Linked DNA regions of Mus musculus: all the other regions are linked to region 2. A link is a contact called in public ChIA-PET and promoter capture Hi-C data. All regions are on one chromosome and are shown on one strand. The core of a region is the stretch at or near the end of the contact, and the rest is flanking DNA. Distances in the headings are between cores, read along the strand shown.

The links. Promoter capture Hi-C pulls out the DNA fragments that hold promoters and counts their contacts. ChIA-PET counts read pairs in DNA pulled down with a chosen protein or histone mark.
Region 1: a contact with region 2 is called in an RNA polymerase II ChIA-PET map of memory CD8 T cells, with 220 read pairs. The contact joins the enhancer-like site here to the promoter of Dusp5 in region 2. A contact is called at or near these places in 6 of 484 Hi-C or Micro-C datasets (CD4 T cells, CD8 T cells, memory CD8 T cells and 2 more), 5 of 115 datasets of contacts at active chromatin or transcription factors (effector CD8 T cells, memory CD8 T cells, pancreatic cancer cells and 1 more) and 2 of 9 other capture datasets (adipose tissue and liver).
Region 3: a contact with region 2 is called in a promoter capture Hi-C map of embryonic stem cells. The contact joins the promoter of 1700001K23Rik here to the promoter of Dusp5 in region 2. A contact is called at or near these places in 4 of 39 promoter capture datasets (cranial neural crest, embryonic stem cells, frontonasal cranial neural crest and 1 more), 1 of 484 Hi-C or Micro-C datasets (cerebral cortex) and 3 of 115 datasets of contacts at active chromatin or transcription factors (effector CD8 T cells, embryonic stem cells and memory CD8 T cells).

The regions. Positions count from the first base shown.
Region 1 is chr19:53,187,589-53,191,890 of GRCm38.p6, forward strand. The region is part of intron 1 of Add3 (adducin 3 (gamma)); the gene reads left to right. Among named protein-coding and RNA genes, the nearest start is that of Gm52402, 19 kb to the right of the region's middle. Within about 2 kb of position 2,288, at least 34 of the 459 cell types and tissues checked have an H3K27ac peak or open chromatin away from gene starts, as enhancers often do. A contact at or near this core is called in CD8 T cells, memory CD8 T cells and regulatory T cells, where this site is marked.
Region 2 is chr19:53,527,505-53,532,112 of GRCm38.p6, forward strand. It overlaps Dusp5 (dual specificity phosphatase 5), which reads left to right and starts at 1,641. Exons shown (of 4, transcript NM_001085390.2): 1 at 1,641-2,192. The coding sequence starts at 1,814.
Region 3 is chr19:53,253,642-53,257,741 of GRCm38.p6, forward strand. 1700001K23Rik (RIKEN cDNA 1700001K23 gene) reads right to left here and starts at 1,564. Exons shown (of 3, transcript NR_036590.1): 1 at 1,441-1,564.

The DNA.
Region 1 (4,302 bases), core at 1,038-3,537, 340 kb before region 2:
GCAGAATGGGGGTGGAGGTGTGAGAAAGTGTCTAAGCTCTCTCTGTCCTCTGGAGAAGAGCACAGATCAGCACCTGAGGACAGCATCGGAAGGAGGGCGCTGCTTGGTGACTTGTCAGTATTGGAACTTTAGCAGTGTGCCTCACAGAAGGTTGACTAGAGTCCCACAGAAAGGCGCGGGGCAGGTCTCTGTTCACGGCCGGCCGGGTGCAATTGTTTTTGTGGTTCTGTTTTGTCTGTTATCTCATCACCTGGGAGACTTAAGCAGAAGGATAAAGAAGTCATTGCAGTCTGGGTCCCATAGAGACTTGGACATCAGCCAGGACTACAGGGTGAGACCCTCCAGCTCAAAAATGATAGTGAATCCCACTCTGAACCTGAGAAAGCCTGGACCAGTACTCTCTCACTAAGCTACATCCCAGACTCTGTATTCTTATTGTTTACTTTATTCATAAATTTACTTATTTTGTGCAGTAGGAATTAATGTAGGACTTTGTACGTGCCATGCAAGTCTCTTAATACTGGAACTTAAAAACACTTCAACTCAGCCTCACAAGTTAATAAGCCGCTAGACCTATGATCTTGGGGTATTTTTTAACAGTATATAATTTATTTGCTCTTCTCTTTTATTTTTTGTCTTAAAAAAAAAAATGTGTGCTTGCGCGCATACAGAGGCCAGAAGAGGGCCTTGGGCTCTTTGGAGCTGGACTTCCAGGTACGTGTAGCATGGGTATGGACCTGAACTTGAGGCTGCTGCTGGAGGAGAGCTTAGCAGCTTACTTACTGAGCTCTCTCTCCAGCCGGGCCTGTCTTCTTTTCCTCTGTAGTCTTTGTCGTCATTGCTTTCAAAGAGCCAAAACCTGCTTTGTTGTTGCACCTCAGGTTTGGCAACCTTGGCGATATAGTACAATCTTACTAGTCTAACTTTTGTCTGAAAATGGGGATGACAGCTAATCTCTACAATTAATAATTTGCAAAATATTGCTGTCTACCTTGGTAGGCTTGTTTTGTTATGGTCCAGAAAAAATGGCCTATTTTAAACATTGATCATCTTTCATTCATCCTTAACTTCCTCTTTTAGAATTGCTACATTTTAAAGCCTCTGAGTGGTTTGTGTTTGTTTTGTCTTGAGACAGGATTTTATTGTGTAGCTCTGGCTGACCTGAAACGTGCTACATAGACCAGGCTGTCTAACTCACAGAATCAACCTACCTCTTCCTCCTAAGTGCTTGACTAAAGGTGTTCATGTCATTATGTCCTGCCTACTTTTGAATCCTGGATTCTCTCTTTTAACAATTAGTAGTCTACCAGAGCATTACAGAAGCAAAGGGCATCAGTAGCATCCAGAGTATTTGTGCTAAGTGGCCCTGCCTTCAAGTTGCTCAGCATCAGATATGCCAGTGAGTGGAGAGGCGTGAATAGACGTAAGGAGTGCCATGCTGGACGTGAGCAGAGGGCGGTGAAGCTTGAGGCTTCTCACTGTAGAGTGGCTGCTGTCCTTTGCAACCCATCTTCACAGGATGAGTAAGTAAAACCTTTGTCTTCCCCAGATGGGAAATTAGAGGATGTAGCAGAGGTTTTATCAGACAGGAGTTTTAACTCACAAGCTCAGAGGGGTAACTTGTCTTCTAAGTTACCAAGGGTTGCCTTGTGGTATGGCCCCTCTTGAGAAGCAGAAACCCTGAGAAAAGTCAAAGCTTCTCCTGAGCCCACCCCCACCCCCACGCCCACCCCCACCCCCACCCCCACGCCCACCCCCACCCCCACCGTTCAGAAGCATCTCTGACTGGAGCCACTGACCGAAGACGGCTCTGTGAAGCTGACCCCTGCCTGGAGCTCACCGCTATCAGACGTTGGCTTGGGGTACCTTTTGAATTTTACTCCCTTAGCTAAGTCTCTTGTACAGTTTGTCCCCCAAACTGAGCTTTCTTTAATCAAGAGTCTAAATATAAAATAGGCCTATTGTAAAAATGGCCTATGATTTATTATTACCATATTATTATTATTATTATTACTATTACTACTACTACTACTACAGGTTTTATGGGGTGGTTTCAAAGATCAGAGAGTAACTTGTAGAAGTTGGTTCTCTCCTTCTGCCCTGGGGCCCTAGGAATCAAACCCAAGTCATGAGGCTGGATACCAAGCCCTCCACCGCAGAAACCTCTCACCTACCCACAGCCTGATTTTTTTATCCAATTCCACTGGTGGCACAGCCCTGCTTGCTTAACCTCTCTGGTTCCAGTCTCTGCTGTAGGGTTGTATGTGAGGCACACAACAGTCTCCCTTGTTTTGGTGGCACTCCTCTGATGGCATCCTGTGTTCTCATTTCTGTGCCAGGCCTGTCACTACACCCTGCTGTCTTCTGACGTCTCATCTTCTGCTGGCACCTGGCCTTCTCGCTGAGTGTTCCACCTTAGTTAGTTTTTACAATGAAATAGCAAAGATATAATTAGAATATGGCTCAACAGTTAAGAGCATGTCCTGCTCTTCCAGAAGACCTCAGTTTGGTTCCCAGCAACCAGATTGGGCTGTTCCAGTCTGCTGACGGCAACCATTCGTAACTCCAGCTCAGGAGATTTAGAAACCTGTCCTCCACAGGCACCTGCACACATGTGTACATACACACATACAAACACATACACATAAAAACAAAGTAATAGATATAAAATTAAAAATTATAGTAAGCTAATTACTGGAAACACATTTCTAGATTTCCTATCAAAGGCCTTCATGAAGAGTCTTGTTACTGTTAGGCCAGCCCATAGCCTGTCACAGTTTAGTCTGATAAGCAGCTTACGCAGATCCAGCTCTCCTTAGCCATCTTGTAGGTGGGGGAGTTCCTTCCCCTGGGTATTGTAAGCTAGGCTGAGCGTCCCACAGAGCTGGATCTTGCCAGACAAAGGTTTTCGCTAATGGTTATACCATACTTCTAGAGGTAATGTCACATGAGCAAAGATAATTCTCTTTCTCCCTGTATGTTTTCAATTAGATGACATTTACTGGGAAGGAAAAAGGCCTATTTTTGATAGTGTATTCTATTTTCAGTCTACCACATATTTAAAGTGCATTCATTTAACAAACAAAGCTCCAGGCTTCAGGACTTGAGTTGAGGCAATGTCTTTATTACGCTGGCTTGAGTTCTGGTACCAGACCCTGGTCAGGTTGCAGGGGCAGAATGAATGCCCCATGTATATTATGTTTGAGAGGGTACCGGGTTGGGCATACCTGAACTCTTACGAGCTGACCTGGAGTGGTAAACAACAGAAAGGTGAGTGCCCTTGATTAAGATTCAGTCAGAGAGCAGGGTTCTCATTTCATTAAAACAAACAAAACAAAAAAAAGCAAAAACAACAATAAAACTAAAATATATTTTAGTTTTTATGCCTCTTTTTCTTTTAACTTTCATAATAACTAGTCATAGCCATTTTATCTACTGAAAATTAATTTATTTTATACATGAAAATATAATATAGCAATGGTATGTTACAAGATTTAAATGACAAACCTTTAAGATAAAGTGAGAGTTGAAGGGCAGAGAGAGGGCATAGGCTTCTTTTCTTTTGAACTTTTGTCTTATGTGTGTTACTGGTTGCCTGCATGTGTGGCTGTGTGAGTGTTAGGTCTTGGAGTTACGGACAGTTGTGGACTGCCATGTGGGTGCTGGGAATTGAACCCAGGTCCTCTGAAAGACCAGCCGGTCCTCTTACACACTGAGCCATCTCTCCAACCCTGAGTGTAGGCTCCCTTTTGAGTTGTATGATCCCACACTGTGGTTGTTAAGCCCTCTGGCATTCAAGATGCTTTCACTAAAATTCACAAAGCTGATGAGCGGAAGGAAAGAAAGTCCCACTCCTTGACCATTACCCTAGAAGATTGGATCTGTAAATATGTTAATCTTTGAAATGACAGATATATGTGCATGTCAAATAATGTCTGAACTAACTAGAAAAACTTGCTTTACTGCGTGATTGTGGTATAAGTACCATTTCCTGAGAGCTTTTACATTGGACGTTTAGGAGTGTGTGTGTGTGTGTGTGTGTGTGTGTGTCTGTCTGTCTGTCTGTGTGTGTGTCTGTGTGTATGCAAGTAAGTATTAACCTTATTTAACTATGGGCCATGTGGGTTCCTAAGAATGTCACACCTTGTCTATGCCAGTAGATCAGTGTGTCTATTCTTGTCACTAAATCTGATGCCACTGCCGGATTTTCCTCTCTGTTGGAAGGGTAACACCCAGAAATGAGAATTCTTAAAATGTATTTCTTCTCTCTGTGATTGGGGTATTTTTGAGTTTTTAAAACTA
Region 2 (4,608 bases), core at 391-2,890:
TACTCATTCTTGGAAGTTTGTCTCAGCTCTCATCGGCTGAGAAACTTTCTCCACTTCCACCACAGCCCACACACCATGGGTGTGCAGACACAGACACTTACAGAGGCCCGAGATGGGACCAGGCCTCCTCCCTGGGCTGGGGCTGATGGATTGGAGTCCTGCTTCCAGCCGTGTTACCAAGCGTCTAACACAAGACTGGCTGGTGCCGGTGCTGGGTATTCTTCGTGAGGCTTGAGATGAAAGACGTGGGTGGAGCCTGCTAGCTACAGCTTTGGTGTTTTTTTGTTTGTTTGTTTGTTTTGTGTGGGGGGTGGGGTGGGTGCGGGCGTCTATATTGCTTAGATTGGCCTCGGGTTTTTGATATTTTTTTCTCAGTCTCAAAGATGCTAAAATTACAGGCCAGCCACTGAATACTCAGGACAGAGTATACAGTGATTGAATCGATTGCTTGAATGAAGATATGACCCAGAAGCAATGCCAGCCATTATTGTTGCTGGGCTGATTGATTGGATAGCAGAATGTGATTTCTGCTTTCTCCTTAAAAAAAAAAATCTCATCCACTTATGGGGGCTGTAAATGGATGCAAGGGTTTGGTTTGTTTTGTTTTCCATGAAAAGATAACAGTGAAATAGTTGGCAAAGGATTTGTAGGCAGAACGCATTTGCATCCCACGTGCCCTGACAGCTAGCAGAGCCCTCAGTAAATACTTGCAGAGGGGACAAATCACACTTAATTTTCCGGGAATGGGGGCAGGCAGCATGAAGCTCCCGAGAGAATAGCGGGGGCAGACAGCCTGGGATTACATTTTATCCACCATAATCCCACAAATCCAGAAGCCACCCGGACAACAGTTTAACTGGACTGAGCCTTACAGCTCCCCACAAGCTGCCCAGAACCACAGAGCTCCCGAGTCGGTGTATTGTTCGGGGGTGGGGGTGGGGCTTTTTGTTTTGTTTTGTTCTTTGAGGCAGGGTCTCACTATGAAGCTCGGGTGGTACATTGGAGAGAGCAATCTTTGGAGAGAGCCAAAAGGGGACTGTCAATCATCCGAAGTAGAATCCACTTGACGTCTCCGGCTCACCCATTCACAACTCCTCCTTTTTACTCTCAGGAACTTTTATTACGGAAAATTAAAAGGTAACAAAAGTGGGGGTAACGTGTTAGAAAGAAGCCCCCAGTATCAAGATGACCAAGCCACGCCGCATCTCGGCTCATCTCAGAGGCTAAATCTCCTTGCAAACGCAGACACAACCGGGAGCGACCGGAATCCGGGATTCACCGGGAGGCCCCAGGGGCTCCGTAGCGCGGCCACGGTCACCTCCTCTTCCCGCACGGCGTGGGTCACCTCGGCCTGGTGGCGTTCCTGACACTCCACCGGTAGTCCGGGGTGATGCGTGAGTGAGTCTCTCGGCGCCGGGCCCCCCGAGAGAGGGAGCGATCGCCCGCCACTTCCTCTTTCTCGCTCTAAGACGCCCTCTCTCCAGCCTGCTCCTTGGGTGGAGGCGGGTGCCCGCAAGCTCCACCCATGGGCGTGGTCAGCCAGGGGGCGGGGAAATACCCATATTTGGCCTTATATGGGCACTCACGTCACAGGACGCGCACTCATTCACATAAAACGCTGCGCTGCCGGCGGAATCCCCAGCTTTCTGGGGCAGCGAGCGGCGGGGCCGGGAGCCCAGCGAGCGGGGCGTGGAGAGCGTCGCGCGGCCCCTCGCGCCGGGCTCCGTTTGCAGGCCACAGCCCCCGCGAGGTGGCCCGCCCGTCCTCTGGCAGCTGTGGGGCGCGCAGCGTCGGGCCGCTGGGTGGCAGCGGCATGAAGGTCACGTCGCTCGACGGGCGCCAGCTGCGCAAGATGCTCCGCAAGGAGGCGGAGGCGCGCTGCGTGGTGCTCGACTGCCGGCCCTACCTGGCCTTCGCCGCGTCGAGCGTGCGCGGCTCGCTCAACGTCAACCTCAACTCGGTGGTGCTGCGGCGGGCCCGGGGCGGCGCGGTGTCGGCGCGCTACGTGCTGCCCGACGAGGCGGCCCGCGCTCGGCTGCTGCAGGAGGGCGGCGGCGGTGTGGCGGCGGTGGTCGTGCTGGACCAGGGTAGCCGCCACTGGCAGAAGCTGCGGGAGGAGAGCGCCGCGCGCGTCGTGCTCACCTCGCTGCTGGCCTGCCTGCCCGCCGGCCCGCGGGTCTACTTCCTTAAAGGTGAGTTCGTCCGGGAGCAGACTGCCCTTTGCCACCCTCCCTTGCTCCCCTGCACCCTGTGTTACCAGGCCCCAGGGTTACCTCCCTGCATGGGAACTCTGGACCGGAGAAAGTCACCACTTGCGGGAGTATGCACCCCGGGGTTTGACGTGCGCTTGGGAGGTCCTTGCAACACGTCAGCGCCCAGGGCTTCCTTCTCCCCACCCGCCTTTCCTCGAAAGCGTCTGGCATCCTGTCTGTCCTCTGGGTTGGGTGGGCTGGGAAGGTGCTGCGGGCGGTGCTCCCTAATAGTTCCGGGGGCCCAGAGCTCATGCTGGTCATTGGCGCCGTTGGCAGGCCACGGGGGTCGGAACCTTTCTGTACAGATCAGCGCGATCAAACAAGTTGAGACCCTCCCCCAGGAGAGTGGCGCCGCGGTGTCCCCTTTCTTCCCGCCTAGACAATTAGAGCACGTTAGGCTGTGTCTTGGTGGGCCTCTTGCCTTTTTGACCCTGGCAAGTCCCTCCCCTTCCTCTCCCTTTATTGCTTTTTATTGTTATCCTCCAGCCTCCTCCTCCTCCTCTCCCCAAATAGGCCGTTCTCAAGCTTAATTTGGGAACTGACAGCTTTCCCACCCCTTTCATCCTGTCATCCCCAGCAGGGGATTATCCTCAGAGACTACCAACCGGCCAACCTAGTTAAGAGAGGTGCTGCAGAGGCTGCAAAGATTCAGAGGAGATTCTGAGGCCTTTGATTTTAGGCCTCCGAGAGCTGCCTGCAGGCCCGACTTATTTCACCTGCTGTCGAGATAACTTTGGCTTCCGGTTGTGGGTGTGTGATTACTCTCAAACCCCACATCATTGATTTCTGGGTCATTTCCTGTGACTGCTCCTGCCTTCTAACCTCAAAAGTATGGGAACACTGGCCTGGGTGCAGGGGAGAGAGCTCTCAGATAGGGCCCCAAAACTCTGATGACTTGTCCAGGAACTCTGTTACGGTTCAGAATTCAGGTGCAGTGAGCTGAAGACCCAGTGTCAAAGCCATGCAAGTTGGAATTTCACACACTGTAGGCCAGGAAGATCCCAAGGCAAGTGGGTAGCTTCCCAGCTAATTAACACCTCTTGCTAACTGTTCCTTGTTGATCCCATTGGGAGATAACAGGTGGATGTTGCTGCAGCCCAGCTGCAGAATCTGCAAGGGTGGGTGGCCTTTTCTAAGCTCTGCAGCGGTCTCTCTCTCACTGTTAAAAAAATGAGGTAACATGTGTCCAGGTGACAATCTGAATAGCCCCAAGGGTGTTTAAGGAGATGTGTGTCTTCAGCCCACCCTAAAACCTAGTTCCTCCCCAGAAGCAACACCAATGAATTCTTCTTGGATAGTGTCTCCCATGGATGGCTTTTAAAAACAGATTGAGCCCATGTCATACCAGATCCTGCCTCTTTTCTTGGAGATCTTGGAGACATCCGTGTTGCTGCATGGTAGTGCCTTCGTCATAACCACTAGGCTGCTTCCAGTCTGGCTGTGTGAAAAGCCGTTACGGAGAGGGTAGATGTCCTTGCCGGTTGCTCTGGCATTGTGGGGTCTTGTCCTTCATTCAGACCGTGAAAGCTTAAGCGTGAAAGAGATATGCCTATGGTATTTGATAGATATTGCTGCCCTTATGACACCACTGAAGTTCAAACTGTGACAAAGAGTCCCTTTCTCTTAAATAGAGCACCCCAGATGTGCATTCGGCTCTGATTTAGTGGCGCTGGGTGTTGGTGCCAGGCCCCTTATACTTCCTACAGTTCCGTCTCCCACTGAAAGGAGATGCTGAAGACCAGTTAGGTGGCTGGGGCTTGCTTCTATAGAGTGCCTGTGCGCTGGCTCTCTGTTCCTTTGGCAACACAGTGATGATTGAAAGTAGACTCACTCTGGAGAAGGTTGAAGCGGCCTGAGGAATTGCTAGCACTCTTGCAATCCGAGTGAGGCACAAGTGAGCCAGCAGAGAGGAATGCTCTGTCTCCACACCTCCGATGGGAGTGGGCGGAAGGCAGAGACCTAATCTCCTGACCCCAGCCTGAAGAGGCAAGCCCTGTGTGCTCTGCCCGTTTCGTGTTAGGTTGTAAGCAACACCTCTTTCTGCCCCTCCTGCCCGCCATCTCTAAATGGTCTGTTTAAAGCCCAGAGACGAGGCAGCCCTATAAGGCCTCTCTTCCTTTAGTTTGGTAGTGCTTGGGCTAGTTTTTCTCCAAATGCCTACAAACCTCTTATTTTGTTTCCTGGAACCCAAACTGTTGAACACAGGTCTAACCCTATGATTTATTGACTAGGAAATAGTCCATTCCCCCCAAGGATATGTGGATTAGCATCAGTCTGTAAGGGGCTGCATTTGGCCTCACCTCTACTCCCAGACCCCTTCTAGCCAGGCTCCCTGTCTTCATGGCAGAGAACATGA
Region 3 (4,100 bases), core at 314-2,813, 270 kb before region 2:
TGTTTTGGTTTTGGGTTTGAGTGTTGTAGAACCCAGAGTAGCCTAAGATCCACAGCTGAGAACAACCTTAACCTCCAGATCTTCCTCCATTTCCAAGGTGGTGTGATCACAGGCCTGTGTTACCAGACAGCTAGGTATACCACTGCCTTTGTTTTAAATTTGTTTTCTTTTATTGGGTTTTGTTGGGGGAAGGGTTGGGTTTTGGTTTCTTTGCTTTTCTGTTTTTGACACAGTCTCTGTACAGCCTTAGCTGTCTTGGGACTCACTATATAGACCATTCTGTCCTCAAACTCAGCTCTGCCTGCCTCTGCCTCCAAAGTGCTGGGATTAAAGGTGTGTACACTATGCCCACCCCCCATCTATGCTTTTTAAACACAACACCTGTATATATATCACAGTCTAATGGTTGTATAAGGGGGAAAAATTAAAAAGTTTTTCCTACCATCTGGTGCCAGATTTGTCTTGAAATTTAACATATTACACACATTTATATGTATAAGGGAAAAAAAAAACAACAACAAGAAAAAAGCCACCCAAACAGTATGTCATTAACAATGTGCTGCCATGCCTTTCAACTCAGTACTCTCAGGTAGCTATCTGTGAGCTTGAGGCCAGCCTGGTCTACATAGTGAGTTCAAGGACAGCTAGAGCTATAGGGAGATCCTGACTACACACACAAACACACACACACACACACACACACACACACACACACACACACACAGGTGCTTTCTTGGTGGTAGAATGTGTGACTTAATCCTTGACTCTGTTTCTGAACATTGAACAACACCAACAACAAAAAAATGAAACTGGGAAAGATGAAGCAGCCTGGGGACTCACACCTGTAACCTCAGTCATGAGCCTGAAACCAAAGGATGACGACAAGTTAGGAGCCAGGGTGGCCTGCAGGGTACCAGACAGGGCTGCCGAGCAACACTGTCTCAAAAAGAATGTGTGATGGGGGAAGACCATGTGATGGGGGAAATTCAAAACTTGAGCTAACTAAAAGATACTGCATACGTCACATCATTGCCAACTGGTAAACTTCACAGTAGAGAGAAACCACCATCTAGTAGTGAACGGCGACGGTTTATATCATGTGTTTGCATGTGCGTGAACTTTCCAGAGACAGGGCGGACATCACCTGGGGTGTTCAGTAAGAAGCAGAATAAGCCTGGGGGTGGGGAGGCACCCATCACAACTAACCCTTGTTTATTCTTACTGTTTTCTATCTGCTACCTATGTTAAAAGTGATGTCTTCATGACACAGTACCGCCTTTGTAATGCCTACAGTCTCTGAAAACTGTCAGAAAATGTTCACTATGGAAGTGAGCCATTGGCATGGCTGTGTTTGCCCTCTCAGAGATGTTTCATGTGACCTGAGTAGGTAGAGAGTTTCAAGGTATCAGCCTTCCTACTGTGTGGTGCGGTGCTGCTCACCCAGAGGCCGTGGGTCACGTGGCTGTCCCAGCTTCCAGTAGCTTACAGCTGTTTCATCTTCATCTTCTGGCACAGCAGACCCACATCTACCATCCAGTTGTATATTTATGCTGTTCCTGTCTCCACCCCTTGGGGTTATAGGGATACCCTAGAACACCTGGGCTGACCCACCATTTATGACATCAGTCATCTTTCAGATCTTACCCCAGCGTTCCATCCTGTTACACTTTTAACTACATGTGGGTTCAAAACCTTTTTGGAAGGCAGTGGGTACCTAATGCTAGGTAATAAATCACTCCAAGATGCAGATGCTTAAAACGACGCACTGAAGGGGGCTGGAGAGATGGCTCTGTAGTTAAGAGTACCTGTCACTCTTTGAGATCTTTTTGGTTCCCAGCACCTACAAGCAGATCACATCAGCCTGTAACTCCAGGCTCTTCCACCCTCAGCGATTCACTCACATGCATGTGCAGTCCCCACAGACACACTTGTGCACACATAGAGTAAGACAATGAACATTTGCTACTATATCAATGTCTACGAGGTTGAAAGTCAAGAACGTTGCTTGGAGTCTCGGAAGAAGTTGCAGCTAGGATGTCAGCCAGAGCCATCTGAGAATCTGGCCGGACTTGAGCATTGTGGGTACAGAGCCATCAGAGGATCTGGCTAGGCGTGAGCATTGTGGGTAGTAGCTGATGGTGGACATGAGGTGTCCCCTGTGTGGACTTTTCCTGGTCTTCTCTAGTGTCCTTGTGACAAGGTTGTGCACAGAGTAACTCAAGAACAAAATGGAAACCGTAGCACCTGGGCAGCTGCCATGTGCCTTCACTTCAGCCGGGTTTTAGCCTTCAAAAATGAGCCACTAGCTAAGTAGTACACACCTGTAATCCAGCATTCAGGAGGCTATCCTGGGCTTCCATGACAAGACCTTGAGCTGGCTGTAGCAATGCACACCTGTAGACCCTGCTACCGAAAAGACTCGGGTGGGAGGATAAGTTGAGCCTAGAAGCTGGAAACCAATCTAGTCAAGATAGCGAGGGTCCCACCTCAAGGTGGGGGGGGGGACAGGAAAAGGAGAGGAAAGATAAGCAAGCCACCTAGTCCCCCTAGACATGTTAATTTTTACCTTGGGAGAGAAGAGTGTCAAAGGATTAGGGTCTGTCTTAGTTGGCGTTCGATTGCTGGGAAATGGCACCATGACCAAGGCAATTTCTATGAAAGAAAGGATTTAACTGGGTCTCGCCCACAGTCTCACAGTTCTAGTCCACTGTCCTGGTGGAGAGCCTGGCAGCATGCAAGCCGTGCTGGAGCAGTAGCTGAAAGCTCTGTCCTGATCTTTTAGGCAGAAAGAAAGACATGAAATTCAAGCCCGCCTCCAGTGACACACTTCCTCCAAGACCACACCTCCTAATCCTTTTAATCCTTTCAAATAGAGCCAGTGTGTCCTGACTAAGGATTTACAAGTATGAGCCCCTGGGGCCATTCTCATTCAGACCGCCAATTAGTGACAGCCGTGAGGTGACAGCACAGTGGAGGGAAGGCACTAGGCGGGATCTCTTCTGAGTCGTGGGTGTTGGCTGTGTATCTGGTATCCATGGTGGGGCTGGATTCATAGAATGAGGAAAGTGGAGCTCTGGAGAAGAGGAAGCGCTTGCTCAAGGTCATAGCCAGTGACCGAGCAGCACATTATCCACATCAGCCCAAGACCCCCTCCTCATCCTCAGTGGAAAACAGAGCGTCTCCAAGAACGCACTGCTTTGACTCCCTAAGCCAAGGCCATTCTGCCACCAGAGAGAAATGAGCATATGAAGGTGAATGAGTGCTTCTAACACACAGATCACACGGGTGTGGAGTCACCCCCAGCCGTACCTCTGTGTCTTGTGTTACCCATAGTTGCCTCCGTTAACCCCTGGCTTAGAAAAGCCCCCAGCTCCTCATTATGGCTACTGGGAGCATGGAAGCCTATAGGGTCAGCAGAGCAGACTGATGCTGAGCCCAAAGGTATAAGAGGGCAAGGCCCTCCTCCCTCTTATGGGGACAGAGCCAAGTCCAGCAGAGTAGAGATAGGACAGCCATGAGCCCTGGTGCCTTGCTGTACTGTGGGCACCTGATAAGGCCAGGGAACCACCCACTCAACTCGTGTTTCCAAATATAGATTTCTCCCCACTCTGCACGTGCCCATGGTCACTGCAGTGTTTCTTCTAATGGTAGCTGCCTTGTCTTCTCGGGTGAGAGACGGAGCTAATCCAGGATAGGACCAGCTTAGTGTCCGGGGCCAGGAAGCAAGGCCGACTTCCTACTTCCACTTCCTCTCAGGAGTGGAAGGCCTATCCTGGAAACAAATGTTTCTGTCAGATACTCTCCATTTTGCCAAGGCTCACACCTGGAGAACCACCAGCATTCTCCACTGGTCCTCATCAAAGACACACGCATTTGTACAGAGAACTTCCCCTAATTTAAAAACTGAAAGGCCTAGACTCCTATTGTTGGACCTGGAGCCCAAATAGGAAGCTTGTCTACTGACCTATTATTCTTGCTCCTGAGACAGGCAGGCAAAATGAAGGTCGGTTTACCAAAGCGGCCGGTAGGAAAAACACTACCTGTGGGGAGATGAACCATGCGATGAGATACCTAGGGGAGACTTAAGACTTCTGACATCC